Linked DNA regions of Columba livia: region 2 is linked to region 1. Evidence: chromatin contacts called from public Hi-C data. All regions are on one chromosome and are shown on one strand. Each heading gives the region's core, a stretch centred on a gene start, on an enhancer-like site or on the middle of the called end of the contact. The rest is flanking DNA. Distances are from core to core; before and after follow the strand shown. Region 1 overlaps DYNC1I1 (dynein cytoplasmic 1 intermediate chain 1). Region 2 has its middle 35 kb from the start of SLC25A13.

What was found. Hi-C and Micro-C count contacts between places; a contact is called where the count stands out from the background.
Region 2: a Hi-C map of crop shows a contact between it and region 1, with 2.0 times the contacts expected there. The contact joins two enhancer-like sites. A contact is called at or near these places in 2 of 2 Hi-C or Micro-C datasets (crop and liver).

The regions. Positions count from the first base shown.
Region 1 is chr2:27,150,493-27,155,938 of bColLiv1.pat.W.v2, forward strand. It overlaps DYNC1I1 (dynein cytoplasmic 1 intermediate chain 1), which reads left to right. Exons shown (of 16, transcript XM_065051126.1): 14 at 2,225-2,365. Among named protein-coding and RNA genes, the nearest start is that of SLC25A13, 130 kb to the right of the region's middle. Within about 2 kb of position 2,004, at least 3 of the 3 cell types and tissues checked have an H3K27ac peak away from gene starts, as active enhancers do.
Region 2 is chr2:27,316,275-27,321,720 of bColLiv1.pat.W.v2, forward strand. No RefSeq gene overlaps it. Among named protein-coding and RNA genes, the nearest start is that of SLC25A13, 35 kb to the left of the region's middle. Within about 2 kb of position 2,362, at least 1 of the 3 cell types and tissues checked has an H3K27ac peak away from gene starts, as active enhancers do.

The DNA.
Region 1 (5,446 bases), core at 754-3,253:
AGCATTTAGACAGTTTAAGTGTTTGAACCTAAATTAGATGTTTTCGGTGAAAATACACAGTACAACAGGTAGACATTGTGGATCCATATGGCCCAGTCCAAATACTATTTCCCAGCTCACAGCTGAAAAGATTCACTTTGAAATTTCCTACGAAATACCTCTGCCGCTTCAAAAGCTTAGTCTTCCTTTGGCTCTCAACCCTGCAAATGCTTTAGCACAGGCATGTAAGCCAGGCCACTAACACGTGTAAATAACTCCACTGGTACTTATAATATACTAAGCAGATACATATATTTGGAGAACAAGACCTTGTTTAGGTAAGAAAACATTATTGTAATTTTTTTTCCTTTTCTTTTGCAAAACTCCAGCTTTGGAAAAGAAATAATAATGTTACGTAAATTTGAGGTAACAAACCCAAGCTCTAATTTCATTTTATTGTCACACAAACCAAAATGTTTGCTATTCTTAGGAAATGCGCAAAAAACATTAGGCCAGTTGTGAAAATCTGTGACCTGGTCCTGTAATCATTCAAAATGTCTTTTATGAATTCAAAAACTGGCCTATAGAACCTGATCCCTTTGTATCTTCAGTATGTTTTCAAAGGATTAAATCTCAAGATACTTTTTATGGGATTTTTTTGTACTACCTGAACAGAAATATTTCTTAAATTATTTACAACACAGTACTGCAATAAGAACAGGACACGCGTGTACTCGCCAGCACAGCAGTACAGAGATGGGCCTGCACACAGCCCCCTCCACGTGCACTCACACCCCCCTCCACGTGCGGAGCTGCCGCACTGCACCCCCGACACCCAACGAAGCACCACGTAGTGCGGGAGGACCGAGAACAAAACTGGTGGTATTAAACAGATCGCTTTTATGCTTGAAATTAATAATATACAAACGAAAAGCGATATAATAATTGCAATCAATCGCTCCGCCCTTTTTTTTTTTTAATAATACACGGCGACGCAACGCACTGCAGGCGTTCCCGGCAGCGGTTCCTTTGTAAAATCACAAAATGTTAAGGATTGGAAGGGACCTCGAAAGATCATCCAGTCCAGTCCCCCTACTGGAGCAGGAACACCTAGATGGGGTTACACAGAAATGTGTCCAGGTGGGTTTTGAACGTCTCCAGAGAAGGAGACGCCACAACCTCCCTGGGCAGGGGTGCAGTCTAGAGGCACCTGAGCGAGATATCCCATAGGTAGGACTCGGACGCTCAGAAGGGCACCCCGTGTGGCGCTGTGTTTCTCGCAGGAGTCCCCGGAGGGGCCGGCTGGTGCTGCGGGTGCTCGGCCGGCTCTCCCGGCCCGCTTGCCGGGAGGCAGCTGGCGGCGAAGGGCGGGGGGAAGACCCTCGGAGAAGCCCCATTGTTTAGGTTTGTGTCACAAGCCATGAGACTACTTAATTTCTTTCATCTCTGGAGTTTTCATTATCATTCAAATTTCATTTTCCATTAATTGATCGGGGATTAGCGAAGCCATTATGCAAAAATTAGTCAAGCCAGAGGCGATGAATAATTCATGATAGACAATTACACTTCTGTTCCTGCGGTACTTCCTAACTTCCCTCCGACTTCCCGCCTGCTGGAGCGGGCAGCCCTCGCTCCCGGCCGCGGCGGTGGGCCCGGCGCCCCGGCAGCACGGCGGGGCCGCCCGGAGCGAGGCCCGGCGAAGGGAAGCCGGGCCCTGCGGCGAGACGCGGGGCCGGGCCGGGGGGTCCGGTGCGGGCGGTGGTCCCGCCCGCCGCTAGGTGGCAGGCGCCGCCCGCGGTGCGCGGAGGGGCCGCGGAGGCCGCCGCGCGGTCCCCGCCGATCTCACGATCGTTATCGGGTGCGACCGCAAGCGCGGTTGGCTCGGGCGGGCGCGGCGGTGCCTGCCTGCCTGCCTGCCTGCCTGCCTGCCTGCCTGCCTGCCTGCCTGCCTGCCTGCCTGCACCCCCCGCCCCCGCGACGGGGTGCCGGTCGGGAGCGGGAGAGGCCGCGGGCGCTCCCCCCGCCCCGTCACCCGCGCGTCCCACACCCCTCACGCCGGGCATCTCATTTATCCCACCGGACAGTTGTTGCCCCATTAAAGCGCAGTCCCACCCTTCGCGAGGACCTTTCATCTGGGGAAGTTTTATGACACTTTGTAAATGTGCAAAGTTTTTAATTAGACTCGCCAGACAGCCCCAGGCAGCACTAGCGCCACGAAGTCTTCATGCTTCTCTCTGCTTTACAGCACAACAAGCCGCTCTACTCCTTTGAAGACAATGCCGACTATGTCTACGATGTCATGTGGTCGCCAGTGCATCCCGCGCTCTTCGCCTGCGTGGACGGGATGGGGCGCCTGGATCTGTGGAACCTGAATAACGACACCGAGGTGAGGCGGCGCGGCGGCCCGACGGCGGCCGGTGCTGGGAAGGCGCGGGCGGGCGCCGGGCGAGACCTTAACCCTCTGAGGGCCGGTGGCGCTGCCGAGCACCCCCTCGCTACCCCCCCCGCCGGGGGTCTGCGGGGGCGCCGGGCTTCCCTCAGGGCGCGGGGAGCCCGGCGTCGGCTGCCGCCCGCGCCCCGGGGCGCGGCGGGGAGGGCAGGTCCCGCTGCCGGGGGCGCCTGACCGCCCCCCTCTACCGCCCGCCTTCCCTCCCGCCTCCCTCTCTCCCTCCCCCGCGGCGGCGCTGCTGCTGCTCTGGGTACCTGTCGGGCATGGGGAGGGCCGGCTCCGGCACCCCCGGCAGAAAGCCAACACAAATAGCCGCGGTGCCGGAGTCTCCCTTCCCTCTCTGTTATTTCAAGGTGCAGTTTTAAACCGCGCCCGTTTTCTAGTTTGGGGTTTTTTTTTGCCCCCCCTTTTCCCCCTCCCCGTTGAGCCAGGAGCTTCAAACGCGGCGTTGCCGCTGCCTCCCCTCGCCGGGGCGGTCACAGCTTGGCAGCCCTGCCAGCGGCCTGGGCCCGCTGGCCTCCGCGCTCCCGAGCTGCCTAGTCAGAGGCTTCGTTTCCCTCCCTATTTACCCTCTGCTCCGAAATCTCTGGAGATTATAACTTGCAAGCCCCGTCCCGGTACCTCCTGCGTGTCAGAAACCCAACGTGCCCGGGTCCCTTCCCTCACCTCCCGCCTTTCTGAGCCGCTGGCAACGCCGCTTGAGGCTTTTTTAAGCACGGGGCATCACTCTCACGTTATTTGCGATTTCACACCCTCACCTTTTTTCTTTTTTAAAATTTGCAGCGAAAATTAACGGCGTAAATGAAAATGAAAAATAACAAGTTTATTTCCCGTTGCTGTTAAGTAAATAACAGGGACCACTGGGAAGGAGACGTCACATCTTTGAATTTTGCTGATGAGAAAGGATTAATCAGCTTTTTTCAAAGACTGAGAATGATAAATACTGCATTTTTTAAAGTCACTCTCTAGACGTACCAAACACCCCTTTTTCCTCCCATTATTTCAGATTTTTGAAAATGCTGCAGACTTACATATATATATATATATAAAATTTATTTTTTAATTTGAATTTGCTTTGAAAATGGTTTTGAGAAAACCCGTCACATTGCTGGAGGTCAGTCTTAGATGTCCAGCATCAGTGTTCAGCACAAGAATCAAAATATTTTTCCACATCCGAAGTCTTGTGTATTTTCACTTGATGCCACGTAAAATTAAGAACAAATGAGACTTAAAAAAAGTCACGTATTAGCTGACAGCTTCTTTGTATTTCCAAAAAAGAGAAAACCAAAGAGCAAGTAGCAGTATTTCCCGCCATACACCTTTTTACAATTTGAATTATTTATCTTTTTTTTTTAAGATCAGTTTGATCATTAATATGCCCTTCATGTAAACATGCTGTACATTTCACACAGAGTAAAATACGGGCGCCTTTTATGGCTTCCAGTGAGTGGTGTGTGCCATAAATAAGCAGAGACAGGTAAGAGGAACCAGCACCGGGCGCTGCATTGTCAAGGGGAGCAGAGAGGCCTTTTGAAGTGCTCTGAGCAGGAAGCTGCACAGCCTTTTTAATTAGAGCACATACAGCTGGAGGATATACAGGAGGAGTCTCCTCAGAATTTATTTTGGGAAGGGAGGGACATATCCTTCAGGTGTTCTCATTAATGCAGGCTTAAACACAGAGCATAAAACCAGCATTTTAAGAAGAAAAAAAAAATAACCCTTTCCCCCCAAATACCAGGACTGAAATTCTGCGCTGCTTGAAATCTACTGATGTCTTGCCATTTAATTCAATGAGACCACAATTTCTTTCCAAAAAGTTACTATGGACCGCTTGATCCCATTCCCATCAATAATAAGGCTGTATGTGGAAAACTGCTGATGTATTTCAGCATGTTTACATATAAATACGTAGGAACATCAGAAAAAAAAGAATAATTTCAAGCTTGATCCTGCTTTTATTCTGCATGCAGGGCCACCCCTGATTTCAGAAATGATTTCCACTCTGAGAGGTCAAAATCAGCTCTCGTGTAAGGATCGGGCTGGAATTATTTCCATGGTATCCAAGCTTTGTATTTTTATAAGAATTGATTTTGGGTCTCTGGAGGCAGAAATACCATTTGGTTTCCTTACTGAGCACTGATGAAACAAATTAAAAAATCTCTGTAAATGATAAACTGGCAGAATCTGAATAGACGTGAGGTTTTGTTATGTGGGAGAAGCAGCAAAAGTACCACTGAAAGAGAACTGTAAGCAGTTCTTTTAAACATCATAACTGAAAGTGATCGTTGTTTGCTTTTACCCTCTATCTGGTAGGTCATAATTAGTTCATAATTTTCAAGCTTTCTGTAATTGATTGTGCCGTTTAAGTCTGCACTGGTATTTGCTAAGAAAAAGTCCTTGTCAGCACTTTTGCCTTTGTAATAAGAAATCTTGAGAGACCTATGTTTTAGATCATTATTAATTTTAGATGTCAGATATATGATGTCAGAGTATTTGTGAAGACAGTAGAAAATGACAGTTATATGAATGTGTTTAACTGCTAGCTATTGATAAATAGCTTTGCATAAAAACTAGGTCTGATTGTTATTAATGAGACCGGGTTTTGTTTAATTTGGGAAATAAGCCATATTATTATTTAGGTATTATTTTGTAAACCAATGAAGAAAATACCTGGTTTTAGTTACAATATGCTACCTTCACATTTTAAACTCTGTGTTACTCCCCATATTTATTAAAAACATTTCTCCCAAGAGTTAGATGCTTTCTAATCAAAACAACTAAAATCAGATGACTGTACTGTGGATTTAATCAATCTAATTATTCTCAAAATCTCACTGTAAAGTAACAAGGGTATCGGTGTGCTTCATGTTGGTCTGTGGATACCAGAAATTCTTTTCGTAACAGCAGTGAAAGTCATCCTGTTTTATTTTATCTTTAATAAATGAATATAAAACACTTAAAAAAAATCCTTCCCCACTCCTTCATTCTTTTGCAAACTGAATATCATTTTTATGGATC
Region 2 (5,446 bases), core at 1,112-3,611, 170 kb after region 1:
AATGCAAATACAGGAGGGTGTATGAGTGGCTGCACTGTTACTCAGGGCAGCGCTAAACCAGGACTAACCCAAGCCATGAGCGTACCAGCATGTGCTGCTCACAACCACATGTACAGGCAGTTTAAGCCCCCTGTAGCAAGCCCAGAGTGGGGCAGCATCAGATGTTGAAGTCTATCCATAAATGAGGAGCTCATATAATAAGGTTCTATAGATGATAACAAGCAAGACAAATCTTAATATGCATTGAGAAATGGACTCTGGCTGACTTGGAGAAGAAATATTGAGTTTTTTCATCTTGGTGCGCCTATAAGATAGAGCTGGTTGTACAACTTCAATGAGATTTTGCTTTCCTGTACAGTGTTAAACACAAGCTAAAGCAATGCTGCAGTGTTACTTCCAAGGTAGGGCACCCACTGACAAGTGGTCCGCATCACTCATTGTCCTACTACTGCCATCTAGGGCAGGATTCAGGTGCCTAAATCTAGTGCCAGGGAGATGCCTTCAGCTAGCTAGTCAAGACATCTGCACAGGACTTAGAAAATCACGTTGCAAATCTGCAGCAGGTTCCTACTATTAATGTTTGTTTCTGCTGGGCCAGAGTGTCTCTGCAACAGGGAGAAGGGGGAACTTGGGGCAGAAGCCTAATTTTGGAGAATGCTTACAGCTAGTTTGTTCCTATACGTTGCAGTACCACAATGTGACTCCCTTCTGCTCTGCAGGACTCTGCAGCCAGTAGATGCTGGTGCATCCCCTGGTATCCCCAACCCACTCTGCAGCCCGTAATCCAAGTCCTCAATTGCTTCTCTCTGGTGGAGCCAAGGGTCCTGGCCAGAGATGAGCAGAGTCCACTGTTGCCCAAGAACATGTCTGCGGTCATTTGGGAAGGAGAGGGAGTGCACCTCTGGGATATATGGAGGTGAGCCCTTCTTCATATGAAGCATATGTCATCTTGCAACAGATAATGATCACCAAGAGTGGAAAATAAATAGTTTTTTTCAGACATAAAAACTGTTGGTGCACTGGGAATCCAGTGTGGGACTGATGCCCCACAGTGGCAGCAAGCCATCTTCCTGAGGGATGGTGGGATGGTGGGACATCCGCATGATCAATCCAGCAGACAGTAGGGTTGGGTTCCCTGCCTGTACCACAGAAAATGAAGAAATATGCTGTGTCTGGGAGAAAATACATAGTGTGAGGGCGTGGAAATGTAGGCTCAGATGTGCTATCATGGGAGATGTGTGCTGGTGGGTGGAGGTGGCTCCAGGCAGGGATGCTCCCAGCCACACAAGCAGGGAGCATCTGAAGGCACCACAGGCTTGATGTGCATGCAAGGATGTGAAAGAGCACTACACAATGTGGATAATCTCTGCCTTCAATACCTCTGTCTGTGTGGGACTGCTTTTACGATCTCTGCTAAGGCTGAGGTGGCATGTAGCTGAGGAAAATGTCCTTAACTGTGCTCTGGGGGGTCAGAGCAGCAGGGCTGCAGACACAAGCCTCCTTCCCTCGTAATCAGCGGTGCAACCAGCTCTCAGCTGCATGGACATCAGAGACTAGGCTTCTGTGTAAGCTTAGCCTGACAGGTTGTTGATTAGGCCATGCTAGCTGGGAAAGCCTGCAAGCTTGGAATTCGTGAATTCCCTGATAATAATTTCTTAAAGAAGAAAAAAAAAAAAAAAAAAAAGAAAGAAAAAATAAAGTAGTGCAGCAGCTGTTCCCAGAGCAATGAAAACAGAGATGCCAGCAGGTATCTGTCAGGGACAATTTCAGAATTATAATTAGCGAGTAGAGAGAATGCTCATCAGAGGAATAACTTGAAGATGCAGATGAAATATGGGCTCAATGTAACATTAAGCAGAGGCACAGTTTTTAAAAGTGCAAAATTTATCATTCATGGAATACCAGAACACTCTTGCAAATTACGGGAATAAAATTGTTCTCTTGGCCTCGTAATGGATATATATTTCTATAGGAGTGTATCTTGTTTTGAAATAGCAGCCCCCATGTCCACTGTCTACAACAATGCTGTGATCTATGTGTGGTGCACTTGATGACACAAAAGACCTTTTCTCTGTCTGGGAAATACTGGGAATAATACTCTGTTTTATATTCCCGGAGAGCTGTGCCTAACTGAGATACACATTGACGGTAGGCATACTGCCATGCAGAAACTACTTCCCCAGGCATGTGTGCTCCCATGTGCCTTCTATCAGCAGCTGTAAAACGGGGCACCGAAATGCCATTGTATTATATACAGTGTGAAGTTCAGTAAAGCATTCTTGATGAGCCAGGGGTGAGTCAGCGTGCCTGTGAAATGTGGTTATCTCCGATACTGCCTGATCTCTAACCCAGAAACCCCTTGTTCCCTAAAAATGCAGCTCAAGAAACTCACAGATGGTTAACAAAAGGATTGCTGTGGGCTAAAAATAGAAAAATATCCTATGAAGTTGATGGTCTGTGCTGCCTACCAGCTTCAATAGCCGGTGGTGCTGGAAGGAAGTATGGGAATCGATGTATCAGAAGGCACCAGTGATGCAGGGAGCTGCACCTTCGCTAGGATGTCCTTTAGGGAGAGGTCAGTGCTCGTTAGCTTGATTGGATGAGTCTTGTTGCTGAATGAAGCCCTTGACAGCCTGCTCAGCCTGGAGTAATAATGAAGAAATTCCAGAAAATAGTTTTCACTAAAATCTCATCTCATTCAAAGTCAGGGATCCGCAAGAAGAAAGATGTGTCCCAGGACACGGCATAAGCTGCCACCATGGAAGATCATAGCAGTGTTGTGAATTATTTAATACTGACGCTGGCTCCAGGTTTGAGCACTGTATGAAAGTGCAGTACATAATGGATCCAGTCTCAAAGACATCACTTGTTGTTCATTTTGTGTCTTAATGTGTGCACAGTGGTTACCAGACAAATAAAACTGATACAGTTTCAGCCTGAAGAAGTTTTTTTATTAGACATAGCGTATGACATTAAATCACAAGTCAGTAGGGGGCTGGGAGAGATAAGGGTTTCAACAGACCCTGTGAGTAGCGGTAGCTTTATTCCCTCGATCCAGTACAATCAGCCCCACGCTCCAAACTAATAATCTGGGAAATTTGTCAGGCTATAGGACATCTGTCATCATAACTTCCATTTCAGAGAATGCCTTCTGAAGAGATGAGAACTCAAGAAATTATTTTTCTCAACAGGAGGAAAAAGTAAAATTAGCAATTGCTGAACTGCGAGCCAATAAACCAGCCAGGAATCTTTATGGCTATAAACCTGACAGGTCAAACTGCTGTAGTGTAGTGAATGAGGAATTTTAAAATGAAGAAGAGGAGCCAATACTTTGGGAAAAAAAAAGATCCAAAATGTAAGGAATTTCTTTTATTCCCACTAAGTAAAATCCCATTGAAACTCTTTTCCAGTACATAAAACAGGCTCCAGTACATCTCCCAAAAAACATATCACTTAATGTTCTTTATTGCCTAAAATCTCATAGAACTCTTTACAGGTATTAAGAGTACATTATTGTCTAGGTTTGGAGAACAAAATGTATTTTATTTCAAAAGAAAAGCAAAAAATTCATAAATGGATTTAATGTTCGGGGCATGAAAGAGTATCAGAAGAGACAGGGCTTTTATGTGAAAAAAAGTATCTGCAAATAAAACCAAAACAGAAGAAGGTTTTCTAAGAAAGTAATCTCCTAAAAATATGTGTCAAGGAAATATTTTAAAAAACGTACTTAGATGCTTTTTATTTCTCCTCAGAATTTGATTCTAGTAGCATGCTTTTTCCTGCGAAGGCTTGACAGTCACACAATGTTTTCATCTATGTATAATGCTAGCTATACCAGAATACAAATATATTAAAAGGTCTGTATGTACATATATATATATATGTATATATATACCATAACCTAAGGGCAAATCAAGAAATTGTAGCTATATCAACATTATCTGAACCTTGAATGTTACGCACGCATAAATTTACTAAATAAAATCTCTCTTAAAAATAAATTTGAGCAACTCCAGATTAAGTATGTAAAGAACCTGAGCTGTCCTCACATACACCCCATGCAATCAGCGTACTATTAAAACATTTTCATAGTGATTGCTTCTGCTTCAGTGACTTTGATTTTTAAAGATATCATCCTTCCAAAAAATGGCTCACCTTCCTGATGCCCCTTCTCTGCCATAGGCATTATTTTGCCTTCCTGTTTAGAAATACAGATTTATAAACAAGTAGCAAATCCCATCTTTTTTTATTCCTCAAATATAATCACTACATGCAGCTGGTTTGTGAAGCCCTTCACTACAAAAATGATGATTAACTTCTACTACAAAAGAACCTCTTTGAAATCTAATAATGTCTTAATAGTTTTGGGAGGGAAGTAACAGAAGCTCAATTGTTTTAGGAGAAAAACCCACCCACAATGTCTTATTTTTAGTGAACCTATTTTTAGCATTCTAAAATTAGCATTAGAATAACAACATAGTAAACCCAGGTCGTAGACTACTTCATTATCTTAGTTATTAGCCTGACAGCCTAAGTGAGTCGATTAAACATCAATGACAGAGGAGCTGAAGAGTTTAAAGGTCAATAAATACAGTGATAGGAATCCTTCAATGTAACCTTTTTCTACAGACTTTTGGGACTTAAATGTTGACAAGCTAATTACTCTTCTTTCCTAATGAAGTGAACCTTTCTTGATCAGCTGTTCACTGACCAGCTGATCACAGTTGCTTATTTTGAAGTTTGTAGAATTCTAACCCAACCTAAATTAAACTGGCAAATGGTAGAAATGAAAGCCAGATCCCAACTAGTTGATGTTTTTAATTGAACTCTTGTTAAAGAAAATTCTGTTCCCAAGTTGTAAAAGCAATTAAGTAATTGAGCCAAATTCCAGTTCACAGGCACATGGGAATGAGTCACCTCACCCATCTCCATCCAGGTGGATGAGTGTTGAGAGTATGAAGACTTAATACACAGACTGTAACTTTCTCTGTTGCCTTCTTTCATCTCTCTTAATCTCTCTGTTTTTGCCCATCAAGTGGGGATCTCTGCAATTACCCTGAAAGATATAATCTAAATCCAATAGGAAATCAGAGGGCAACAGGCAGAAGAGGGCGGATAAAGGTGGTTCCACTGCCTCCATGGTCAATTCATAATATGTTCACTGGCTGGGTGAGGAAGCACTGATTCTCACAGCATCCTCCTTTGGCTATGGTGGGCCAGAGAAATGAGTAGGGTGGAAGAAATCTCCCAGTCCTCGTCCCTTTCCTGTCAGGGAAGGATTTGAATAAAATCCTAAAAGCTTTCATGGGAAGCGCGAGGCCCCTTCAGTTGCCCACTAGCCTATTATTAACACTGTTTGTCTCCTGTTCCTGCCATTAATGACCTTGCAACTACTGGTATCAAAAAGCAGTGTATTCTTTCATATAGATGTATGTCCTGTGGTGGG